Linked DNA regions of Mus musculus: regions 1, 2 and 4 are each linked to region 3. Evidence: chromatin contacts called from public Hi-C and Micro-C data. All regions are on one chromosome and are shown on one strand. The core of a region is the stretch at or near the end of the contact, and the rest is flanking DNA. Distances in the headings are between cores, read along the strand shown. Region 1 overlaps Lpp (LIM domain containing preferred translocation partner in lipoma). Region 2 overlaps Lpp (LIM domain containing preferred translocation partner in lipoma). Region 3 overlaps Lpp (LIM domain containing preferred translocation partner in lipoma). Region 4 overlaps Lpp (LIM domain containing preferred translocation partner in lipoma).

Region 1 (5,444 bases), core at 2,791-5,290, 180 kb after region 3:
GTATGTATAAATACTGTATTTACATTTCCATACCTTTTTCTGTCTTTTTTAATCCCCTATGTTCTCTTCCCATTCTCTCTCAAATTTATGATGTTTTCTACTCAAATTATTATTACACACACACACACACACACACACACACACTCACACGCTGCTGAATCTATTTGGCGTTGTGTACACACACACACCAATCTGTTAAAAAATGGACACTTCATCTTCCCTCTGGGACTGAACAAATCTTTTCCCTTCACAGAACATGCAACCTTTCCTATTGTATCCTCACCTCTAGCCAAGAACTCCTAAAAATTAGAAAATTCTGGAGATCTTAGTCTCCCAGTACCCTATGTGATAGCCTCCTCTTTGCCCCCATCAAAATATCTAAAAGTCTCTATTTCAATTGCCTATTTATTTTCCAGGTACCCAATCAGTAATGAACTTCCCCTGGGGCAGAAGGACTCCAATTTGTTTTGTATTCTTTGGGCCATAGTTGGGTCAAGCCTGGGACGTTCGGCATAGCAGGCAAGCACTCACACCTGAGTTCAGTTTCTCAGTGCTTTTTTACCAAGGGGCAGGAAGTGAGAAGTTCTGAATGAATATGAGGTCTGAATGAATATGAGGCAAAGAACTAGGATTGATCCTTCCTCTCTCTCTCTCTCTCTCTCTCTCTCTCTCTCTCGGATTGCTATGTGGTAAGTTGTTGTGTGCTTGTTAAGTGTTTCCACAACCGTGCTACATGAAATTGCATTTCCGATCCTCTTAGTCATTTCCTACGAATGTTGCCAAAATTATTTTCAGTTTGCTTTTACATTCTCTCCATCTCCCCCACATTGTGTAGACTAGAATAAAACAATGTCTAACTAACACTGACTGGTTTGTGAGGACTGGGGTTGATTGGGGTAGGAGGGAGAGAAGGGAAGTTAGGCTAAGAGTAATTAAGAATATATATGTATATATGTATATATGTATCTGTATACACACACATACATACAAATGTACATGCATACACACACACACACATATGAAATTCTTAAGGAACAAATTTAATAAAGGATTGTTTAAACTCCCCTCCCTTTTTGGTATGAGGCTAGCTGCTCATAAAGAAAACAAAACTAAAGAATAGAAGTGAATCATGATGTGGGGAAAGTCCAGGGACTGTAAGTGACGTGTGCCTCTAGTGCCTCTGGTGGGCACAGGTCCACATCTCAAACAGCCCAGCTGTTGTAGCCGTTAGCTTCTCTTGAGGGGCTGGCTGACAGAAGGAAATTGATGTTGCTTTTGAGGGAGGAACAGAGCAGCAAATGTAAAGATAATCAGGCCTTCCTCCACCCTAGTGAGAAAAACTGAGGCCGACCCCTAGGTGATGTAGCTACTCACTTCACTGCTGTGCAGAAGCACAGGTAACCAGCAGCCTGCCCCGCTGAGGCCCATGTTTTCCTTTGTGGCATGTGTGTGGCATTCATTATTCAATAGGATATTCATATTCGGGCTCTCTTGGAAGCCACCCCACTCCTGTGCAGAGGCAGCTTTTCTGCCTCTCTGTCCAGTCACCAAGAGAACCTTTGGGAAGCTGCATCCTCATGTGCAGATCAGTATGGCAGATACTGGGCACAGCTGGAACCTTCATGAACTCACATGCCTTTACCTACCAGGGACTTTATTTTTATTCTTGTCTTATGTGGTAGATTTACAAAGTGTATAATTTCCCTTGCAGGACAGGAGACAGTTATTTCTGTCCTTCCTCTCTTCCTTCCTTCCTTCCTTCCTTCCTTCCTTCCTTCCTTCCTTCCTTCCTTCCTTTCTTCTTTTTTATGGTTATATTTGGTGCTGGTTTCTATAGGTATTGTTTTGTTTCTTTTGGTTCTCTTTTGTTTTGTTTTTTGAGACAGGGTTTCATTATGTAGCCCAGGCTTCTACATAACACTCAATTCTTTTGTCTCTGCCTGGTATGCATTAGCACTACAGGTATGTACCACCATGCCCAGCCAGGAGTCCTTTTCTTAGCTGACATCCAGGTGGCCTTTCTTAGAGATTTCTCATGAACCTCTGGCTGAGACCATATGAGTAATGGGCAGAAGTCACAAGAAAGGATAGCATCGTTCAGGAAATAAAATGAGCCTGGTTTTAAGAAGTGTTTTGGCAACATTGCCTTGTATCCTCTGCTACAGTACTTACACATGGGTGCTTCGCATTGGTAGTTGGCAGTTCTCAATGTGTGTTCAGTGTTTCTGACCTCTGGCTGTATTAGAATTAACATGGGAATTTTCATTTTTTAATTCTCGTACCGAGGTCTATATCCTTGATCAATTGAACCAGACTTTCAAGTTTGAGGCCTGACATTGACAGTTTAGCATTGTTTTGAATCACATAACAATAAAATATCGTATAAAAACTTTGGGGTGGGGAGGCCTAGGTTGATTGAGGGTCTAATTTAAAGTGAATGATCAGCAGAGTTTGAATGACTCAGGTACTGTCTTCTGCCACTGTCTTGCTCTCAATTTATATTTTGTTGGGCTCAGTAGGACAAGGAGGGAGCAAAGAAAAGAAAGCAACCTTTTCCGAATGCATTTTCATGTGCTAACCAAGGATTTTTTTTAAGAAAAAAAGCCCCAGCACAAAGGAGAAAAGTGACAGAAATTAGTCTATGCAGTGAAGGAAGGACTGCTGCACCAGAAATCAGAGCCTTAGGCTGGTGCTGATCTGGCCATGACCTTTACATTGAAGGGAACTCAATAAACATCAAGGCCAGGCCCAGGGCTCAGTAGTTTAAAGTGCTTGCTTCACAAGGCTATTGCCCTCATGCCTGGAGCCCATGGTGAAGGTGAGAGCAGATGCCCAAAATTATCCTCTGACCACCATACACACATAGTGGTGGTAGTGTGTGTGTGTGTCTGTGTGTGTGTGTGTGTATAAGCACACCAATACTAGTTAAATTAATGACAACATATTACATCTATATGTTTTTGATGTTATGTTATATTATTATTGCATATTTAAAAACTTAGTGCTTTAATACAATAGTTATTTTTTCAATAATGGCTCCTTGTTGGTTTCCACTTGTGGACTCAGGGACATGAACCCACTTTGCTGCCAGGTCTACCATTGCTCTAGAGCTCTAAGGCCCACAGGCTACAGCCTTAGCCTTGGACACAGGAGGAAAGATGGTGGCCAGGGTCTCATCAGGAGCTGCAGCTGATTGCCATCCTGGAAGAGTGACCCCATGTTCCTTCTACCATACTCCATGGGCTGGGACTCAGGTGATAATTACAAGACACGGTTGGAAGTATGACTAAGCTGAGCCACAAAGCAGGGATGCTTCGATGCATGTCTAGCCTGTCTTTGCTCTCTGTCACCATTCCAGAGCCATTCGTATTGGTGTGGTTCAGTCTGAAACAGGAAGCTGTGGTACCTCAGAACAAACTGTGGTTGATTTAGCTTTCTCTAAGTAAAATAAACTTATATATTGTTCCTATATGTGTTCCTTATAATAATCTAATTTGAACCAGTGACTAAAACATATGTTCTTGGTTCACCCCAGTTAGGTAATTTAACCTCTAATTTCTCTGTTTTGAAAATTGGGGACACCTTATTTTTTGGGAAGGAAAAAATATATTTACCTATTAACAAAACTCATCTAGGAGGCTGCTGTTTGTAAGCTGTGGATGTTGAACAGTCAGTGAAGCAGACTTTCAGTCTGGTTTAGGATTTTCATTTCCAATAAAGAACAGACAGAAGGGTCACGGCACTCATTCCTAAGGAAGTGATGCCTTACTGAGCTGAGGAGTGGACAGGAGGTTAGACGTCTCAGGCAGTGGAACTTGCTGACTTGAGGACCTGAAAGAGGCCACTGTGGTCAGAGACCGAGAGAGCAGCTTGAAGTAAGGCGGGTTTTGAGATGGACAGAGGTCTTGCTAAGGACTTTGGGCTTTCTCCCAAAAGGCAAAGACTGCTTAGCTATTTCATTATTTCTTACACACTCATCCATTACCAGCTTTTCCTGAAAGGTCTTTGGCAGCAGGGAAGAGGCGGAGGCAGCACCATGAGTAAGTGAACAGAGAATCTGCTCCCTGAGTGTTGTGGGTTTTAGCCACACCCCGTGTTCCATATCTCTCTCTGTGAAGCGCCTTACTTTCTAAAGCTGAAAGAAAGAGGAGCTTAAATTAAAGCATGGCTCAGCTAAAATACAACCTAAAGAGTAAACCATGTTTCCTGCTCCAGATGTGAACACATCTGCATTTTCTATCACATGATTTAGGAGAGACACCTTGAACTTGGAGCCATCCCTGTCTTTTTGTCTGTTAGGCAATGCTTATTACAGATGACTTCCTGGCACTTGTTTCCAGAAAGAGGTCCAGCGTAAATCCTTCTGAAGCCAGCATACTCCACTTTTCTGTACAGTGTGAGCCATGGTGCTCCCCCTTTTATAATCTTTTAAAAAAATATCTATCCTGACTGAGCTAGACCTCCTTAATCTTCATTCCTTTTCTTCCTGTTGAAATGGCAGGTTTCCTCTCCAAAATTTGGACAAGCTTTAAAATTAGATCTCAAACTGCCAGCCTCACAAATCTGCCCTGACAACAAATTTGTTGATTGTGTTTTCTCCTCAAGAAATAGAGTAGCTCTGAGAGGCATTGTGTTTAGCTAGCTGTCCTGGAAACACAGATACAGCTCTGGGCTCTGAGCCGACCAAGGGTTGTGGGCTTCAGTGACTTGGCAAAGCACAACAGGACAGAAGCCGGCAGAGCATGAAGCCTGTCTTTGTCATAGTTTGCTAGAAAGCCAGAGTCAGGCTCCCAGCATGTTCTTTCCCAGACTGCCACATGCCATAGGAGTGAGGGACAATTCAAGTGGCTGTAACGTATGTAAGTCAGTCCAGTCTGTCTTTCCATGATGCCTCATGTGTGACTGTTCCTACACACTAATTGTTGCTCATAAATTAAAATCATAGAATTGTCTAAACCTTTACATGTAGAAATTCTGTGAATTAGGTTTGTGTTTGACCCCAGTTGTCTGACCCCATGCATTCTGTCTAATACTATACTGATCCTGGCCTCCTTTATAGTCCCCAAGAAATCATGTTTGACCTTGCCTTTCTGATTCTATGCCTGGTACTGAAATATCTTGTTCACATTTTTATGCCTAAATGCTATATGACCAATTCCAGCATCATCTTGTCTTTGAAAATTGATTCAAAGTGATCATTTTCTGTCTTGCTCTGTGACACAGGTCTCCTCCTCCTCTTCCTCCTCCTCTTCCTCCTCCCCTTTTCCCCCTCCTCCTCCTCCTTCCTCTCCTATAGAAAAGAAAGGGAGACATTACCCTTGTCTGAATGATTCAGAACAGCAGGCAGACTTCCATTGCAAAGCTGTATGGCTGTGGCCTGGTAAGGTTCTACACTAAGAACAGGAGTTATGGTAAGGAAAGCTGCAGCATCTCATTAAAGAGTT
Region 2 (5,583 bases), core at 1,610-4,109, 240 kb before region 3:
ACACTGTGCTCCAGCTCTAGCTTTGTCCATGTGACACTGTGCTCTAGCTCCAGCTGTGTCCATGAGGCACTGTGTTCCAGTTCCAGCTGTGATCATGTGATGCTGTAGTTTTTTGCCCTTTGTGATCACACTTCATATTCTCACCCTGCAAAGACATTTCTGGAGAACTTTTCTAGCTAAGGTCTCATGTGAATCTTATGGTGACTCTGAGGCTATGGATACTGAACTGAACAAGATTATGCATGCTTGCCCAAGTTCACTTGTGGCAGAGAATCATGGGAATTTGAACCTAAGCTTGCTGGTTCTGATTCATGCCTTCGCACTGCAGCAATCGCTGTCATTCAGCAGGAATTGTAAAGCTATTGACAGGCTCAGGGTACTAAGTGCTTAGTTGTATGTCAAGCACTGTTAGATACTTCATTAAAAGCCTGTTTAATCTTTTAAACTACTCTATAAAATGGGAATGATTATGTCTGTTTTACAGAATAACTAATTATATGGCAGATATTACCTTGTTCACTGTTCAACTTCACAGAGCTGAAGGTTCTCAGATTCTAATTAGAATCATCTCTGGGGGATTTTCCCGTATAGAATGTGACCCTTGCCTGTTCTCAGTCCTTACTAGAAAGATAAAGAATAGAATACCAAAACCAGGAAAGGTGTCTTGTGGGTGACCACATTCTGTATGAGTCTTACATGGAGTTCAGAGCTCAGAGTTTAAAGAGCGCTTTTTCCTTTCTCTTCATTCCATCGGGTTCTTTTTAAAAACGCAAGATTTTATACATTTACATTAATATTAGTAAGCTTCCACCCTATTGAGTTGTGTACTAGTGGGCAAGGGATTTCTACTTCTAAGACCTCTTTTCCCTTTTTCACTAGAATAATTAGTCTTCCTAGTCAAACCTTTCTAAGTTTGATATGATTTTGGGATGTGTAGGTAACTAAAATGTTTTAAATGGAATAAAAATTTCAGCGATATTTCAAATACCTTTTTTACTTCTGAAATGCAGTTTCCAAAAATTGAAAGTCGATACCAGTGGAAGAAGTGCCTGTGCCATGCAGGAAGACAAAGGCTCAGCACAGGCTCTGGTTGTCTACGCAGTTGTGCCTTGCTTTCTTTGGAATGAACTTTTTCCCCCCTAGCACTTAAGTTTACAACAGCTCTCACTTCCAAACACACAAGCGTGGCTGTGCTCTTGGACACACATCCATAGACAGATACATACAATTGTGAAGGTTTTATTGCTCCCGTTGGCAGCTTGAACCTGGGAGAGTGGGACCTAAAAGGGAAGCTGATTAAAGTCTCATGTAATAGCCAACTTTATTTAGAGCACTGGACAGTTTATACGCTGAGGGTTAAGAAGAGTCGCCAGAGTTAAATGCACAATGAAAAGGACACGACAAGAAATGTTTTCCCATAGAGGCACGTGACTAAAACAGCTGCAGTAAACTCATTCCCATGCCTTCACGTGGGGGGAACACAAAATCGCATTCTTTGTTTTAAAGAAACTTACTTCACAAGACTTTTGTCTTGTTTTTGTTTGTTTGTTTGTTTGTTTTTTGGGTTTTGTTGTTGTTGTTGTTTTTGTTTGTTTGTTTGTTTGAGTTTTCTCACAAGGCCTCAGGAATCTCTCCTCACACAGCTTCATCCATGGCCCGTGTTTCCACGGTGGAGAACAGAAGCCTCTGAGATTTGCTAACCTTGCCGCCCTCTCTTCCAATCTGGTTCTCGTCCCTTTAAGTGAGCATAAGAAAACAAATCAAAACCAAACCAAAGCACCGTTTCTCCCCTTTCTAAGTTCAGGGTGTGAATCACTTCTCCCTGCCCTCTGCATTTCTGTGAATGTTTCCTAGATGGACTCAGTGGGCTTCCAGTAAAGACAAACAGCTCAGAGAGCAGATTGCACTCACACTCACAGCCTGAGTCCTGTGACCCAGACATTGGAACTCAGTGCCTAATATGGTAATAAGAGGAGCAGGAGAGGGAGCCGACGAGGATGCCAGACATGCAATGCATTGCTAAGAAATGTACGTGCACTACTGAAGAAACAGGGCGCTTGCTCCTTGATTTCCACGTTATGTAGGACATGAACTGTGAAGTTCTGAGAAAGAAGCCAGTGTTCCAGGCATCTGCCACAGGGAAAAGTTTATTTTCCCTTTGCTCTTCAGACATGAGTCGGCTTAATTCAGTTAGTGTTCAAATCAATGCTAGCATGGGATGGGAACTAAGAAATCATTCTTACAGCCAGCAGACATAGGTTTTCTGCCCAGTTCGACTGCCATTCAACTGTGAAACGCACTTTCTTCCTGGCGTGCCTTTTTCAGCCGTGAAGTGGCTGGATGCTGTGATCTCCAAGACATCTAACGTATCTGTTTGCTTTCCTTCTAATTTTGTCTGAGATAATTTCATTTCCTGTGGAATTCCCCAAACAAAGCATTTTCTAATTCTTCCAGATACTTTCTGTGACTTGAACTAAAAAGACAGAATAAATACTGGCTTTGCATTTCCATTGTGACTTCCTTAAGTATGTTTGGCAGACTGTTCCCTGTGCTTGGCAGAGCTTTTCTCGATCCTAGGCACATTATGCCTTTCTTCCACCTTGGTCCACCTCCTTTCCCCATTCTCTTATCTCTGGACAATCAGTGTGTGTAGGGAGGCATCTAGTACATGGCGCAGGTTTACACCACAGTTTTACACTAATTCAATGCAGCCTTTCCATGGCCTTGCCCAGTCATTGCTGCTCTTATCCATTCAGCCTGCTTTATGGGAGAAGTGGGGCCAGCAGGAGGGAGGTCCCACTGCTTCCCTGCACTCTACAAGATGGAACTGGGCATGAGAGAGTTTTCCAGGCAGGGACTGGATGAGTCACTGGGCTGTCACAGATGTTAAATAAGACTGAGAGAAGAATGGAGTGTGGTCATCTGCGTGTGAGGCAATGAAAGGCTTTGAATGCTTTCTGTCTTTATGGGTTCTGCAATCTGTTATCCCTAAGTGCTGTAGTCTTGTTACGGGCATCTGTGACTTACCCTTTTGGTAGATGGTTGTAGTCAACGCTGACCTCTCCCCATTCGCAAGGTGTATTTCTAACATAAGATAAAGGAACTTTCTCTGACAGAAGATAAAGGAAATTCTTGACAGATTTCCAGCCTTGTGGTTATTATATCGCAATGGCAGCTTGTCTATCCCAAGTAACTGTAGAAAGTTACTGCTCTGAGAAAGCCATAGGGCATTAGGAGTCCCCCTTTCCCTTGTTAAGGACCCTGCAGGAACTACATTTCCCTGTTACAGTTTAGGCTGGCTATAGAGCAGCCCCCTGGTCCTGGGAGAAAGGGGAGGGCAGAGATGAAGCTGTATAACAGAGGGGTTGCTTTGGAGAGATCGGGAGACAAGAGGTCTGTGTTCTGGGGAAGCCATGTCAGAGCTCACTCTTGAGTCATGCTTCATTCTCCAGATCCTCATTTCTCTGTCTGGCAAATACGATTGGTCCTTGAAAGTCTCTTCTAGCCCCAAAGCCTACAGATCAGTTTCTTTGTGTTTCATGTTGTTCCTTCTTGTTCAGCAGTACCAAGTGGATCGATTTGCATCAAATTGCCATTGTGTTCTTTAACACCAAACAGAGCCCAGACAAAGCCACACTTTTGCCTTAGGTGTTCACTGTAATATCGAGATCAGATTCTTCCGTGTAGCGTCTGACTCCCCTTTATCACCTAGTTCCAACCCATGGTGCTCGTCGAGGGCAACCGTTTGCTTGTCTGGGTGGCACCATCTTAAAGATGACCTGAGTGTGAGCACTTTGTGCTGTACAGTATAAAAGAATGAAGGCACTGAACACTGTGCATGTTGACTTCTTCTCAGGGCCAGAACCGAAGGGTAAAGAGCAAGCACGATTTCTGGGATTCTCTAGCAGTCTCTACAAATAGCTCAGAGGTAGACGTAGGGACACCGAGACCAGTGCATCTTCTGCTTCAGTAAAAGCATAAATTTTAATGGTTACAAATGCGTGGTGCTATTATGAGGAAACCACAGGAAAGACCAGTCATATAAACAGTAATAATTTATTGACCATGACTAATCCTTTGGGGAGTATGATAGATGACGTAGGCTTATAAGCGCTTTACAGTGGACTAACCCCTTCCACATTCAGTAATTCACCAGCTCTCTATACCTTGTCCATAAGGGTGGCAGGCTTGTGAGTGTTACCTTCATTTTACTAATGACCACAGTGAGGCTCAAAGAGAGCTGTTGGGCATTTGGTGAGAAGGTGGCAGGATGGAGAGTGTTTGTGGTTTTAGGCTGGTACCTTTATTTTTGTTTAAGGTTTAGCTTTCCTGATAAAGCAGCATGAGGGCCCACACTCTGGTGTGCCCATACACAGCTCTATGCAGACCAGAGGATGGTAGGGGATGCTATTTCATTAGTCTTGAATGCTGTGATGTTTGGTGACTGGTTCTGTGATTAGCAGGGCTATGTGTCAGTCTGTTTCTCTTCTCAGCTGAATTATGCCTGCCCCGCTGATGGACAATAGTGGTAAGGAGTTCTGGTTGCTGACTGCTCATTCGTGCGTGCCTGCCTTCACTTATTTAGGGCAATGACGAACTAATCATTCTCTTAATTTTTGTTTAGTGCCAAGCTTTGGGCTCTGTGCAGATATTCTGAAGTAAACCACAAATCAAGACCTGGAAAGGACCTGATAGTTTATGTAGTGTAAATCTGTGGCTCTGGTTGGCCTGGAACTTATCCTGTAGACCAGGCTGGCCTTGAATTTGCAGTCATCCTCTAGGCCCTGGCTCCCAAGGCTATCGGTGCTATCTGTTTCCCCAGTTAGAGACAGATAGCACCAGTGCCCCTTGTCTCTGCCTCTGTGTGGTTGTGTGAAGACAAAGGCTCTTTACAAAGTCTAAAGTGGGTTCACACTTGTCAGCCTCCCGCTTGAGCCTCCTGAGTGAGCAGCATCATGTTGTGTGCATGTGCCAGTCTGCCCAGGTGCCCTCTTGTCCTTTAGGCTCTTTTCCAGTGTTCATGTCTGGTGATGGATAAAACTTGACTGTTCTCTGGGATATCTGTAGTGAAGGGAAGCTGTATCCTTCAGCGTTTAGAGCTCTGCATTCAGTTCTTCCTAATTTCCATCAGCACTAACTCACAAACACACAGAGAGTATTAAGAAAAACAAGCCTTTCTCTTAAACTCACATTTTCCTCTTAAAGTATTTCTTAGATTCATTCATTCTATCTTTGTGTCTGTTTGTCTGTCTGTCTGTCTCTGTCTCTCTAGTTGTCAACTCTCATTTTTCTGAAAAAGTTTCTCTTCTGTGTTTTGAGATTTCTTCTTAGTCTGGAAATTGAGGATGGGAGAAGAAACCCTGTTGTGTATTCTCCCTTTCAATACCATGTTTGGTAGTGGAATTATATCCATACAGCGACTCAGGCTTTGAGCTATGTAGGAACACGTCCTACATTCCTTCACATGATATTTGAACCTAATTACACTTTCTTAGAACCACAGAGGGAACCACAACAGCCCTCTCAAATAGCTCTAAAGGGTAAAATCTGAGGTCCAGAGTTGCCGTAACTCCAGACATTGAG
Region 3 (6,295 bases), core at 2,916-5,415:
CCACTTGAGTCTTCCCTGAGGGAATGTGTACTCGGTGGGCTCCTGTGTTTGACTAAGAAACATTCTAGTTAGCTGTCATACCCTCAGCAAGGATTCTTTCCCCATCCTTAATTTGTTGCTTGAAAAGTTGCAGCCTTCCTCAGTTAAGTTCTACAGAACTGCCCCAATAGTCATGCTGTCCCCAGAAGTCAGGGCCTCTCAGGCAGCAACATGAGCCTCAGCAAAGAAGACCAGGATTTCTGAGCCTCCTCGGGCTCTCTCTATCCAGGGGCCTTCCTCCTAGTAATGTGTACCAAAGAGAATGGCTAACTTGTTTTCCTTTCTGCAGGCCGTTGGATCGCTAGCCTTGTCTTTTGGATTGTTTGCTGATTTTTACATTTAGTCTGCTTTTAAAAATGTACTAGCAACTCTGGAGTTACCTGTTTTATTCCCTGTTCTATCTCTTGTTCGTTTTGTAGATGCAGAAATGAGGTCCTGAGAAGTTTATTTTCCAAATCACAGAGGCAGCACGTGGCAGGCCTAGGATGTGTGGACTCTGTCCACCCTAACTAATGTACTTTTGGAAAAGCTCTTTTCAGCCTAAAATCTTGACCTCTTGTTTGTTGCTGACTCTTCCCAAGCCGTTCATTTTTGTGCTCTCAGGTGGATTTTATCTGTGGTAAGAACATGGTTACCCTGGAAACTCACTCGCTAGAGCAGCAATCCAATTATAGCACCATCACCAGGGTTTATTAAACTAGTGTTGCTAATGACGTAGACTTTTGATTGAAAGATGCTGGGAATTGGATTCTTACCATGTCTCAACCCATGTGGTATCACATTAATTTATACTTCTAATACAAACAGAAAACATATTCTTTATCTGATGGGTTTGGTTTAGAGGCTGAACTGAGTATATCCATTTGGCCCATTGGTTTCTGCCCTGTGTGGAGCTGCCTACTCAGGAAAAGAGGTTGAGGATCCTCTTTTCTCTCCTCCATCTGCGTCTATCCCCAGCCCAAAGGACTAATGGCACTGGCCTTGCTTGGATCTGCTGAGGCTACAGATCCCTGGGCAGTTTTATTTCTTTTCATGCTTTCAGTTGAAGGTTATATTTGATTCAGGAGGGCCATTTTTCTCTCATACACTTTAGACCTTCAGAGACTTCCCATGCACCAAGAATTTTCTTGGGTTCAGACGGATAGGTTGACTTTAAATTATGTGAGCTGAACAATCAGGTCTATGTGGACAGAGTTACCTGGTAGTACCAGTTTGCAAGAAACTGCTTCCTGTGCCAATGGTTTGTGAGCTTACACCTGAAGCATGTGGCAGGCCTGAATACATTGAGCCCTTTACATCTCTATAACAAGGCAACATCACCTGCTACCTGATAATGGCCATCAGGTTCTATTAATTATTCCTCACCAATTGTAAACATGGAGCTAGAGGCAAGGTCTTGGTAACCTGCAGGGATATTCAGGGATGTGTTTGGACATAGTAAAGCTTGTCAATGTATTGCTGTCCAACATCTGACTCTCACATCTCAGAAAAGAATCAGAAACACTGCCTCGAAGCCCTTGAAGCTGTTACAGGTGTCCAGAGCCATTATCATCCTGCACACTGCATCTTTAGCAGTGATTTGTGTAAAATGCTGGGAACTGGGAAAGGAGAAGTGAGGCGGCCTCTCCCTGTGGCCTGGAGAGTAATGGTGCTGTTTGTCATCACTGAACAGACTTCCAGACACGGTATCCAGGTTGGTAAATAGGATCACACACCTTCAGAGAACAGTCTGCTTTCTGTGTTAGCATTCTACTCTCCATAACTTGAGATCCTCATTCAGGGGCTTAGGATGTAACTCCCTGCCTCGGTTCAATTCCCAGCATTCCCTGCCAGATTGAGAGATTGCTAACTGTCTTTCTTATGTTACCCACTTGGCTTAAGTTTTCTATCTGTATAATATTTCGTCAGCTTTTACTTTCTAATACAGCCCATCTGTAATTGTTGAAACTTGAACTAAAGATTTAAATTCTGTTATTTTTCTGATTGTGGCAAATCTTCTATTACTTGAATGAAATGAGGACTAACATGCAATACACACACACACACACAAACACACACACACACACACACACACACACATATATATATCCTTCCTTGTAAATGTCTCTGTGGCATCCGACTTGTATTCACATTTGAGTATACATGTTTGTATTACACAATAATGTGTTTAAAACATGAGAAGGCAATGCTTACTAATACTTGTAAGACTTGGGAGCATAGGATCCTTTCTCTGTACCTATACCTAACGATTCTATATTGTGCCATTTGCCATGTGTTTGGTTGCCATTCTGCGTGTATAGTTTTTATGGATATATTTCATAAATTTCTAAATAAGTGTTGTGTTAATGGGTGTAAAAATATGCCTGAGAAGAGCAGTCTATGAAGAGGAGTTTAAGTTCTTCATGGGTTGATTCTATTGCTTGGGACCTGTTATGATGGCAGAATAATATCATAGAGAGCACATGGAAAAATAACTGCTTGCTTCATATTTATGAAATGAAACTAGAGATGGAGCCTAAGGCCCAGCATGCCCGAACCAGTGCCTGCTCTCAAGCTATAACCTCATTCTGTATGCTCTGCTGTCCAGTGGCTCGCCTAGCAGCGCCATCCTTAGGAGCGTGCTGAATATATGCAGTGCTTTGGGACATTCTAGATCCAAACCATAGCATATTGTAGATGTATTAAATATGCAATTTAGCATATTTATTAATTTTATAAGAATCATTATGTGTGCCTTTATATATATATATATATATATACCCATTATACACATGTATATACATATTTAGATATATGCAGTTCGTATGGCTATATTTATAAAGATATAAACTATAATTTTATTCCTCTCTAGGTCTTTCCCTTCCTCTCTCCCCAGGTCTCTCTCTGCCTCCTTACCTCTCTACTCCTCTCTCTCTCCTCCTTTTCCTTCCTTCCTTTTTCTCTTCCTTCCTTCCTTCTTTCCTGCCTGCCTGCCTGCCTGCCTGCCTGCCTTCCTGCCTTCCTTCCTTCCTTCCTTCCTTCCTTCCTTCCTTCCTTCCTTCCTTCCTTTCTTCCTACTCTTCCTTCCCTCCCCTGTCCCTTTCTCCTTGCTTCCCTCCCTCCCTCCCTCCCTCCCTCCCTCTTTCCCTTCTTCCCTCTCTCCCTTCACTCTCTCTGTCTCTCTCCTCTTTCTTTCTTTCTTTCTTTCTTTCTTTCTTTCTTTCTTTCTTTCTTTCTTTCCCCCTTTCTTTCTAGAAAATCAGTCCCTTGTATCTTTCACAGCTGACACTGTGAAACCTAGATCTCAACTATAGTAAGGCTGAAAACTAAGGTGAGGTTTTTGCTTTAAAGGAAGTGGTTTGTCCTTGCATATATGAATCCTTGACCTAGTATGTTTAAAACAAAGGAATAGTTAGGATTCTAAATATGAATGTCAGCATTTGAGGAAATAGTTCTTTCTACTTCCCCAGAGATAACAGTTCCTGCTCCTTTCCCCTCCCCTTCTTTTCCTTCTCTCTTCCCCCCTCTCCCTCCCTCTCCCTCCATCCCCTTCTCTTCCCACATCCTTTCCTATTATGCTTTCACTTTTACTGGTTTGGCTTGTTTCTTCTCAGTCAGGGATGTTGCTCACCAGTACCTTAAGCTATTTTTTCTTCTCATTTTCTCTAAATATCGTCTATGGTGTGAGGTTTTTTTTTTTTTTTTTTTAACTTATTTCCTTCCTGGGACTCTTTCTGATAGATTTAAATACAGCTCCTGCAGCCCCTTCATACACTTTACCTGCTTTGATCAGTCCATGCTGCAGCAGTCCAGGCTAGCTCTGCAGCCACTTGTAGTGGGTCACGGTGTAGCAGAGTATACCACAGCTACCTGAGCCTTCAATGCCTGCAGCACAGGTTCAGCATTGGGGTATGTTTGGGATTAAGTAGATGTTCCTTCCAGGGCTCACTGAAGCTTCCATTACTATCATGAATGATCTTCCCTCTCTCTCAGTTCCAGCCCAGATGGAGTCTTGACTTTTCATAATTTATTCAGTGACATGCACTTCCTGTGTCTAATAGTCAATCACTTACCAAAGGGGGAGAGGTGATAAGAGAGTAAGAATAATTTTGTCATGATTCATAGGCACTTGGCCTTCACTGAGTATTACCAAAAAGCAGACAAGGCAGGCTCTGCTAACCAGCATTCCTACATGGATTCTTGTGGCCTGAGCAGTCTCTAAGCCATGCCAAAAGCATCCCTGAAGTATTTACAAGGAATATATTTCTGTGGATGGGGATGTACTCTAAGCCTTTTTGTGCAGAAATATGTAGAGGAAAGAACAAAAGGAGGAAAATAGGTAGGACGCCTGCATTTGAAACCTGGTTCTCACCAGTCTCAGCCCTAAGATGTCACAGCGCGCTCTTAAATCCTTTACTCTCTTTGTAAGTATTTCAATGCGGAAAAAAAAAAAGTATATTTGTCAGGAGTCTGTGATCAAGAAAAAAAGTTGGGAAAACTAAAGCAATTAATAAAAAATGGAAAAAAATGTCAATTAGTCAGGATCTAATTTTATTATTCTAAATATTATGGAGTTTAAAAAAAACAGAAGGAGGTAAGTGCTTAGCTTTAAAAGTTTTTGTCAACCATAGTGCTACTATGTAGCCATTGGCTAGAAAATGACAATTGTGGGTTTTTTTTTTTAAGCACTGTCCTGATATACTGTCCTGAAGAATGATGCTGTTGAAACAAAGTACTGTTCTCAATAAATTTCTTGTGTGTGTCTGTGTGTGTGTGTATATATATATATATGTATATATATATGTATATATATGTATATATAATATATATTATATATATATTATATATAAACACTATGTACTCATAAAGTTAATGTGTGTGTGTGTGTTCAAAACAATTTGCCTGATTTGGGGAGGAATTTTGTTTTTGAACTTGCTCCCCTTTGTTCTGTGGCACTTGGAGATTCATGCCCCCACCTTGTTGAAGCTGGTGGGAGATACATTCCTACATTCTTAGGAGGAAGTCATGGTTCTTTAAAAATATCTGGCCTATTTTTCTTACATGGTGAAAAATGTTAATGTAGTAGGAGAGCATATTAGTCTTGGGACACCAGTATATTTGTTATGATTTGTTTTCTACCCAAAGTCAAAGATCTACAGAAGCCCTCATAATGTCCCAGAGGTTTTGTCAAAGAAATAGAACCAGCCTGAGGTATGTATTGGGATTAGCTGTGAAGGATATCTGTGGACTGACTAGGAAAACAGAAGTCCACACAGTAGGGTGTTAAAAGCAGCAGGCTGGCTGACAACTGGTTCATTCAGGTCTTCCCAGACCATCACTTCCTTGAAGCCAGTTGATTGGATTTTAATGAAATCTAGATGCCTCCAATTCCTGTTTGGTCCCAGGGACAGTAAGCAAAAAATGGTGATCTTCCAACCTGAGATGAAAGAGAAACATTGCTTGTCCAAGAGTGACTGCCTGTTCTCAGTCTTTGTGGGGTTGGCTGTTGCCTCTTCTCCTTAGCCTTATTCTTACATTCTGCTTTTCGATGATAGCAATTGAACTAAAAGATTATCTTTTTTAAAATCTTTAATAACTTTTTAATTTAAATAGAATTACCTCATTTTCTTTTCCCTCTTCTTCTCCCAACTTCTCCCAGATAGCTACCCTCCAGCTACTTTCATGACCCATTATCAAATTGATCACGCCTTTTTATTTGATTATTACTCTTGCATACACACACAAGCATATATATGAAATCAAGACTATATGGATACATCTTGCTGAGTCCATATATTGTATTTTTTCTGTGTATAGAGTTTCATGGCTAACCACTTTTATTGAAGGGCTCACTCTGCGAGGTACTAATCCTCCCTCTGCTAGCAGCCTATAGATTTAGCCTTGGTGTAGAATCCTTTGAAAGTTTCCCTCTTCTACATGGCCATTAGAGCCCTTGTCGTGGTATTTGACTCTTAGAGTCTTTCTAACCCCTCTTCCTCCAAGTTCCTGGAGTCATAGATGCAGGAGTTGTGATGTAAGTGTTCCACACTGTTATCATTGTTATCCTATGATAACATTGTCTCCTTTACTTCTCTGACCACACAGCATATAGCTTGCTCTACTGTCTGCATCCAGTCCTTTTAGAGCATATCAGTACCCTTTTGATGGGCTCTTGATTATTGCTCCCTCATTGCTGTGTTTCTACCCAGCTACAGTCAACATAGCCTAAATCTTGTAATTGCTTGTCCATATTTTAACTCTGTACTCATAAAGTTAA
Region 4 (6,133 bases), core at 226-2,725, 220 kb before region 3:
CTCAGAGTCTGAGGCACCTAGGAAGTCTGGAGCAGAGAATGCACGTTATGGATCATGGTTTTCTTCCATCGTACTGTGTAGTTTCTCGTGCGGCAACTTCTGAGTGTACTGTTCTCTTCTTGAAGGGCTGCAGCAGAAGCAAACGGAATAGGCTTCCGTTTGTGTGGCTGACTTTCTCGATCCCTTGAATTTCTGAGTTCGATGGTCTTTGTTGAGGTCTACAGAGTCTAGTGATACTTTTTAGTGTGCTTTATGCATCAGATATATATCAGCGTGTATGTTTTAAGGTCATATACCTGCGTATTCTCTACCTTCACAGGAGTCTGTATATCCTACACCCCTTCTTCCACTTCACACAAGTTTAGAAATGAAGCTTTTGTGGCAAGGGTAGCGTAGAGGACAATGAAGGATTTTCCTCTCTTTGGCTTACATTCTTCTGTTTCTTCAGATTGGATGATACCGGTTACTTTTGGAAACCTTGAAAATATCCTTAAGTTAGATTACGGTGATGTTAGTACAAGTCTCTGACTTTATTTTGTATATGAATTACATCTCAGTATCATTATGAAGAAATTTAGTCTGCCCTTCAGTCAAAAGCTTTCCAAGTTCCTTTAGGGAATCAAAATAGGGTATATTGCCAAGTTTTTACCTCACCTTGATTTGTTTGGGGGCAAAGTTGTCTTGCATATTAACAATGATGAACAGAAATAAGAAAATGCTGATGAGATAATCAAATCCACCAAACCCCAAATCTATTTCTTCTTTACTTTGCACACAGTCTGTTTTTTGAGCCTTAAAAACTAATACTTCCTAAAATGTTGATTAATGAGCTATCCGATAAGAAATAACAGGGTACTGACAGCCCTGATTGTATAAATAGGCGTTTGGGATTGTGTTCATGGTTTGCTTGTCAGCACAAGAGAAGTGTGTGATTATGTTGAATGATGGTTAATTTTCTTATCCACCCATTTTAAAAATAAAGATATACAGCTGGAAGACAGGTGCCCTGGAGGTGAAAAGGAGCCCCGCAGCCGTGTTACTGAATCCAGAAGGGTTTAGAAGGAGCACATTCCGGTTTAAGTGTGTTAGCATTTGTATCCTGGGTGGATTCTGGTCATGCTTTGGAGTTGGAGAATGCTCCTTCCTGGTCCTTTACACAGAATGTTTGATTTACTCTTTCTTGCTTTGGGGTGAGTCTAGACAGCGGCTGCTCCTCTTCCTCATCGGTCCTTGCCTCATCCTTGTGGACGTGCTTGGAGGCAAGAGAGGACTTGCCTTTCCACCTTTGCAAGTGTGCCCTTTGTACACTAACAGTCCTCTTTGATTAAGTATCCAGTGAAACCAATTCACATGAACTCCAATTAAACTTTAATGAACAAGTGGGTGTATTAATATCAGCTGAGTAATGTAGGCAGCACAGATTCCAGTAAGTGACTCACTTCTCTGTGCAGCTCATTGCCCATGCACCGTTAGAGTTACTAGAAAGCTTCCAGCTATATTTGAGTGGATCTGGTCTGGGTCTTGAAATTCTAGCAACCCTCAGGGCTTGTTATTCATCTAGTGACAAAACCACAGTTATCCAGACCTCTGTTTTCAAAGCAAGTTTGGGGATGGGAGTCTTGTTCACATCGACCAGTTAGGCTTTCCGTGGAGCAGTGCCCGTTAGGACTTTCTTTTTGCCTTCTTCTTGTGACTGCTCCCACTCCTTCAGTGGCAATTCTTTTCCTCCTCCAAACCTAAAAGCACATGGTCTGAATTAGCGTCCTAGTGGCTCACTTCCATCTGCATCTGCTGCTCTGCTTCAGTAGATGAGTTCTCATGGCTACACCCCAGACAGTATGATGATCTTGGAATGGTGTACCTTTGTGGGTACAGCCCTGTGTGGGCTTGAGACTGAGGATTATATCTTCTTCGTGGGAAAGATGATGGTCAATGTGTCTTAGGGTTCCTGCTGCTGCCGTCAAAGATCATGACCACAAAGCAAGTTGGGAAAGGGAAGGATTTATTTGATTTACACTTCCTTCCTTCCTTCCTTCCTTCCTTCCTTCCTTCATCACTGAAGGAAGTCAGGACAGGAAATCAAACAGGGTAGGGACCTGGAGGCAGGAGCTAATGAAGAGGCCATAGATGGGTGCCACATACTAGATTGCTTACCCTGCTTGCCTAGCTCGTAGAACCCAGGACTGCCAGTCCAGGGATGGCACCATCCACATCGGGCTGGGTCCTCCGGATCAGTCACTGATTAAGAAGAGTCTTACAGCTGGACCTTATGGAGGCATCTTCTCCATTGAAATTTCCCTCTTTCAGATACTTCATTTGTGTGTCAGGTTGGCATGAAATTAGCCAGCACAAAATATAAGAGACCTGGCACATAAGATCTCAGTAAATGTTTGTTAACTTGGCTGAATGGAAGAGGGCTGGAAAGGATGATTTGGAAATGAATGGACTTAGTCATTGATAATTCAGGAGGTCTCAGTCCTGTCGACATTGGACTTACATTAGATTTAGAATGTCTGTGTGACCTCAGAGTGACAGAGGACAGAAACTTGGAAGAGGTGATTTGCAGGGAGCATTTAAAGAACAAATTCCAGAAACTGGCTGCACGTGAGAAGGTGAGGGGTTGGGATGGGGACAGGAAAGGATGTGGGAAGGCCATGCCAGGCTATCCAGGAGCAAGAGCAACAGTGGAAGCATGGAGGTATGAGGCAGTGATCATTCAGTGTGTGTTAGAGCAGGAGACATACTGAGAGTCCTGCATCTCACCAACAGTTGGCCACCAATCCTCATTCAAGTTCCATTTGCTGTTCTTTCTCTGTTCTTTTGTACTTACTGTAAACCAGTTAAAGCTGATGCAGATGCCAGGCAGAGAGGCACTGTAGAGAGGTCTTTAAGTCTTTCAGCTCAGTGGGCTTGCCAACATGGCAACCATTTGACGTTCTCCCAGGCATTCCCTCCACATTAAGGGGCTACATCTGTCCATCCTGCAGCCTGGAAGATAAGGGAGTATGCACTCCAAGTAGTCAGATGAGTCTCAAGGTTTGGAGTAAGGGACTGCCTTGCATTTGCCCTTCTACACAATCAAGTAACTCATGCCCCTTCCCTTCCTGTGGAGAACAGAGGGATCCCAATAGAAAGGGAAAGGCAGAGGGTAGGAGATGCTCTGATATTGCTTGGCTTCTTGCCCTCCTCACTCTCCAATGTCAATACAGTTCTTTAGGAGAAAAACAAAAAAACAACAGCAGTCTGGAACAGGAGGACAGGGCCAGTTTAGAAGTGAGGAAACTGGGGTGGTTTATCTGAGCAGAGACTGATGTCATTTGCTCTGTAATTTAGGCTGGCAAATCTATTGATGCAACCTCAAACGAAGGACACACTTAGATTGCTGAGACTTGAGCAAACAAATGTTATGTAACGATGTCAAGGTCTGTGGTGCAAGGATTAACCCCCAAGCAGAAATAAACACTCCTCTGTGCCAAAGGTGGGACGTAAGTCTTCAGTATCAAATCTGGGTCTCCCTCCCAAGTATCTTCTTAGAGTCTGTCATGGGGTAAGAAATCCAAGGAGAGGAGGCACTCTTTCCTTGGTACAGTGGGTGAGAGTATTTAAGAGAGTCCATGTTTGGAAGCTTGAGGGAAGCAGAGGGGCTTCTCCCATTAGAAACTGAGTAAAATGATGGTTTACATGGCGAATCATAAATTGCTTATAGAAAACCCAGGAGTGCCTATTCGATTCTCAAAATGTTAGCCAGTGGTTGATCCATTCTCTGTTTCTACATCGTTTGGGTGTAGACTACAATATTAGCATTTCGAAATTCTTCTTAGGTAATTCTGAAAATGTCCTGATTTTGAATTCACACTGAGTTACATAGTGCTTAATGTGTCTGAATGAGAAAGACACTCTGAGGGCGTGAGAAGGAGGAGAAGGCCGCAAAGGTCATGGGGAGGGTGTGGTCCCAGCTGGAGAGGAAGCTAGAGCAGGAACAGGGGAAGCAAGGAGGCTCTGCATCCCGACCAGACCTGCTGCTCTCTCACCCCTCTGCCCAGTGGCACACACGTTCGTGTGAGTGTGTGTGTATGTGTGTGTGTGTGTGTGTGTGAGACACACACCATGGCAGGAGACTGAGGACATAAGGACACTTGGCCTTAAGAGTGGTCCTGAGGCTCTTTCCATAGGCGTCAGTGTTTCCTTTATGAACCCACTGTTTCTTCTGACCTCAAGCCCTCAGCAAACTGCATGTCTCTGTACAATAAAGTAGGCCTTACATCTCAGGGACACCTTAGATTTTTGTCAGAATCAATTAATTCTTTATCAAAAAGTGCAGACCTGACAGATAGTGAGTTTAGGTGCTTTGGAAGCCATTGTCCCTGCCCTGGCACAGGACCCTCTCTGGTCTCTTTGTGCACACCATGTAGAGGTCTCATTGTAATTTGCAATGCCATTTTTCTTATTTGAAAACTGTAGAATTTCTCTTTCTTAGTGGGGAGCACAGCCTCAGTAAACTCTAATGAAAAAAATCTGTCAGGTAAAGGGGCAGGATCGCAGCACAGTCAGGCTCAGTGGCTCACACAGAGAGAGCAGCCAGACTGCAGGCGTCTGAAGTCCTCTGTGCTGAGGAGCTGACTGGCTCTCCCTTGGTGGTACCTTGGTCTTTAAGGGCTTTGGAATCTCTGTAACTGACATCCTTTCTAGATCATAGAATCTGTGCCTATGCTGGACATCCTCATTGGGGCTCATAGGACTCTTATGACAATAATAGGCCTTGTGAGTTCTTGACAAGAGCAACAGTCAGACCTCCTGAACAGCTTCTGTAGGGATGGGGTGTAAGGGGCCCAGGAGGGTGATTGATAGTGTGCAGGTTTCTGTTTTGAAGCAGAGTTGTTAGAACTTTAAGGAGAGAAGGGAATCAACGTTTTGGTGTCCTTTTAGAAAAAACAAACAAACAAACAAACAAGCAAAAAAAAATTCCTCCATGTCTGAGCAAAGTGAATGGACTTCGTACTCCAGAGGGAAGCAGGAAACAGAGTCAGGGCCCTCTCTGTCCCGCTGAGCTGTTGTACACTGCTCCATTACAGGTGGCAGTCAGCAGCAGCTTCTCTGTGAGTGGGTCACGTGACTCAGTCCTCGGGTGTTCTCTGCAAGCATTCCTTCCTCTTTGCTGTTTTAAACAACTTTGATTTTTGGCAAAGTGAGATCAACCCATCTTGGCAATTATGTTGCCTAGGCTTCTTTCAGAAAATTGACACAGGAGTACACCTGGACGCCAGTCCACCCAAAAGAAAAAGCTACACGTTATGTTCATTTGCTTTTGTTCTGTTTCCTGTACATGATATTGCTATTTTAATCTTCTATGTCATTTGATGTTCTTCAAAATGTATTTTAATTGCTGCGATGTTGCATTATGTATTGCATGCATTGTGATGCATCAGGATGTCACTTCCATTATAAGTAACAGCTCCCTGGAAGTCCCTTAAGCCCAGGTAGGGACACAGGACCATATTCTTACTGGAGGGGAATTTGAAGTATTTTACATCACCTCATGCAGTAGGCTGGAGCATAGCAGTATTTTTGTTAAAGAACTTGGTGAAGGATAGAGTTCATACATGTAGAACTGATATTGTAGAGAAAATTCATGATAAACCATGGTAGCCTATGCTGTTTTAATCAAGATAACATTAGTTAGAGAAAGAGTGACATATTTTATTTAGTCACCTTATGCAGGTGCCACATTAGATAAGCTCCCTTAGACCTTTGGAAAACCTTTCCTTTTCTCTTGTTTGGAAGTGGATGTCCATTGCTTTGCCCAAAGCTTGTGATTTTTGCAGCTGGGCAAATATATACAATTGTAGTTACTGTCCCTTTCAGTGGATGGCTTGTGACGAAGAGAGGCCTTTGAAAACAGTTTTTGTTTAGATGAGAGAGAACATCTACTATTGCATCCTAAGATGCAATGACTCCATCTCTTGTCTCCCTGCCTGTCTGTGTAGCAGCTTGTCTTTTTCATTTGCCTGAGGTACAGTCTTTTGGTCCTTGCTTGCTTGTCCACACATTTGTCTGTTCTCCCACCACCGAACCATCTTACTCATTTGTTTCCAGCCTACATCACTCATTTGTTTCCAGCCTTGTTTGTTATTTG

What was found. A called contact is a pair of places that touch in the nucleus more often than the background predicts.
Region 1: a contact with region 3 is called in a Hi-C map of the C2C12 cell line, with 2.1 times the contacts expected there. The contact joins two enhancer-like sites. A contact is called at or near these places in 3 of 484 Hi-C or Micro-C datasets (the C2C12 cell line, bone marrow-derived macrophages and muscle stem cells) and 1 of 9 other capture datasets (adipose tissue).
Region 2: a contact with region 3 is called in a Micro-C map of muscle stem cells, with 6 times the contacts expected there. The contact joins two enhancer-like sites. A contact is called at or near these places in 6 of 484 Hi-C or Micro-C datasets (the C2C12 cell line, embryonic fibroblasts, muscle stem cells and 1 more), 5 of 115 datasets of contacts at active chromatin or transcription factors (CD8 T cells, the NIH/3T3 cell line, cardiomyocytes and 2 more) and 2 of 9 other capture datasets (adipose tissue and liver).
Region 4: a contact with region 3 is called in a Hi-C map of cumulus cells, with 2.8 times the contacts expected there. The contact joins two enhancer-like sites. A contact is called at or near these places in 6 of 484 Hi-C or Micro-C datasets (the C2C12 cell line, cumulus cells, embryonic fibroblasts and 1 more), 2 of 115 datasets of contacts at active chromatin or transcription factors (CD8 T cells and bone marrow-derived dendritic cells) and 2 of 9 other capture datasets (adipose tissue and liver).

Annotation. Positions count from the first base shown.
Region 1 is chr16:24,909,846-24,915,289 of GRCm38.p6, forward strand. The region is part of intron 10 of Lpp (LIM domain containing preferred translocation partner in lipoma); the gene reads left to right. Among named protein-coding and RNA genes, the nearest start is that of Gm22672, 28 kb to the left of the region's middle. Within about 2 kb of position 4,041, at least 143 of the 459 cell types and tissues checked have an H3K27ac peak or open chromatin away from gene starts, as enhancers often do. A contact at or near this core is called in the C2C12 cell line, adipose tissue and muscle stem cells, where this site is marked.
Region 2 is chr16:24,492,797-24,498,379 of GRCm38.p6, forward strand. The region is part of intron 3 of Lpp (LIM domain containing preferred translocation partner in lipoma); the gene reads left to right. Among named protein-coding and RNA genes, the nearest start is that of Gm24440, 89 kb to the left of the region's middle. Within about 2 kb of position 2,860, at least 100 of the 459 cell types and tissues checked have an H3K27ac peak or open chromatin away from gene starts, as enhancers often do. A contact at or near this core is called in the C2C12 cell line, the NIH/3T3 cell line, adipose tissue and 2 more, where this site is marked.
Region 3 is chr16:24,729,331-24,735,625 of GRCm38.p6, forward strand. The region is part of intron 7 of Lpp (LIM domain containing preferred translocation partner in lipoma); the gene reads left to right. Among named protein-coding and RNA genes, the nearest start is that of Mir28a, 95 kb to the right of the region's middle. Within about 2 kb of position 4,166, at least 49 of the 459 cell types and tissues checked have an H3K27ac peak or open chromatin away from gene starts, as enhancers often do. A contact at or near this core is called in the C2C12 cell line, the NIH/3T3 cell line, adipose tissue and 2 more, where this site is marked.
Region 4 is chr16:24,513,891-24,520,023 of GRCm38.p6, forward strand. The region is part of intron 3 of Lpp (LIM domain containing preferred translocation partner in lipoma); the gene reads left to right. Among named protein-coding and RNA genes, the nearest start is that of Gm24440, 110 kb to the left of the region's middle. Within about 2 kb of position 1,476, at least 41 of the 459 cell types and tissues checked have an H3K27ac peak or open chromatin away from gene starts, as enhancers often do. A contact at or near this core is called in the C2C12 cell line and embryonic fibroblasts, where this site is marked.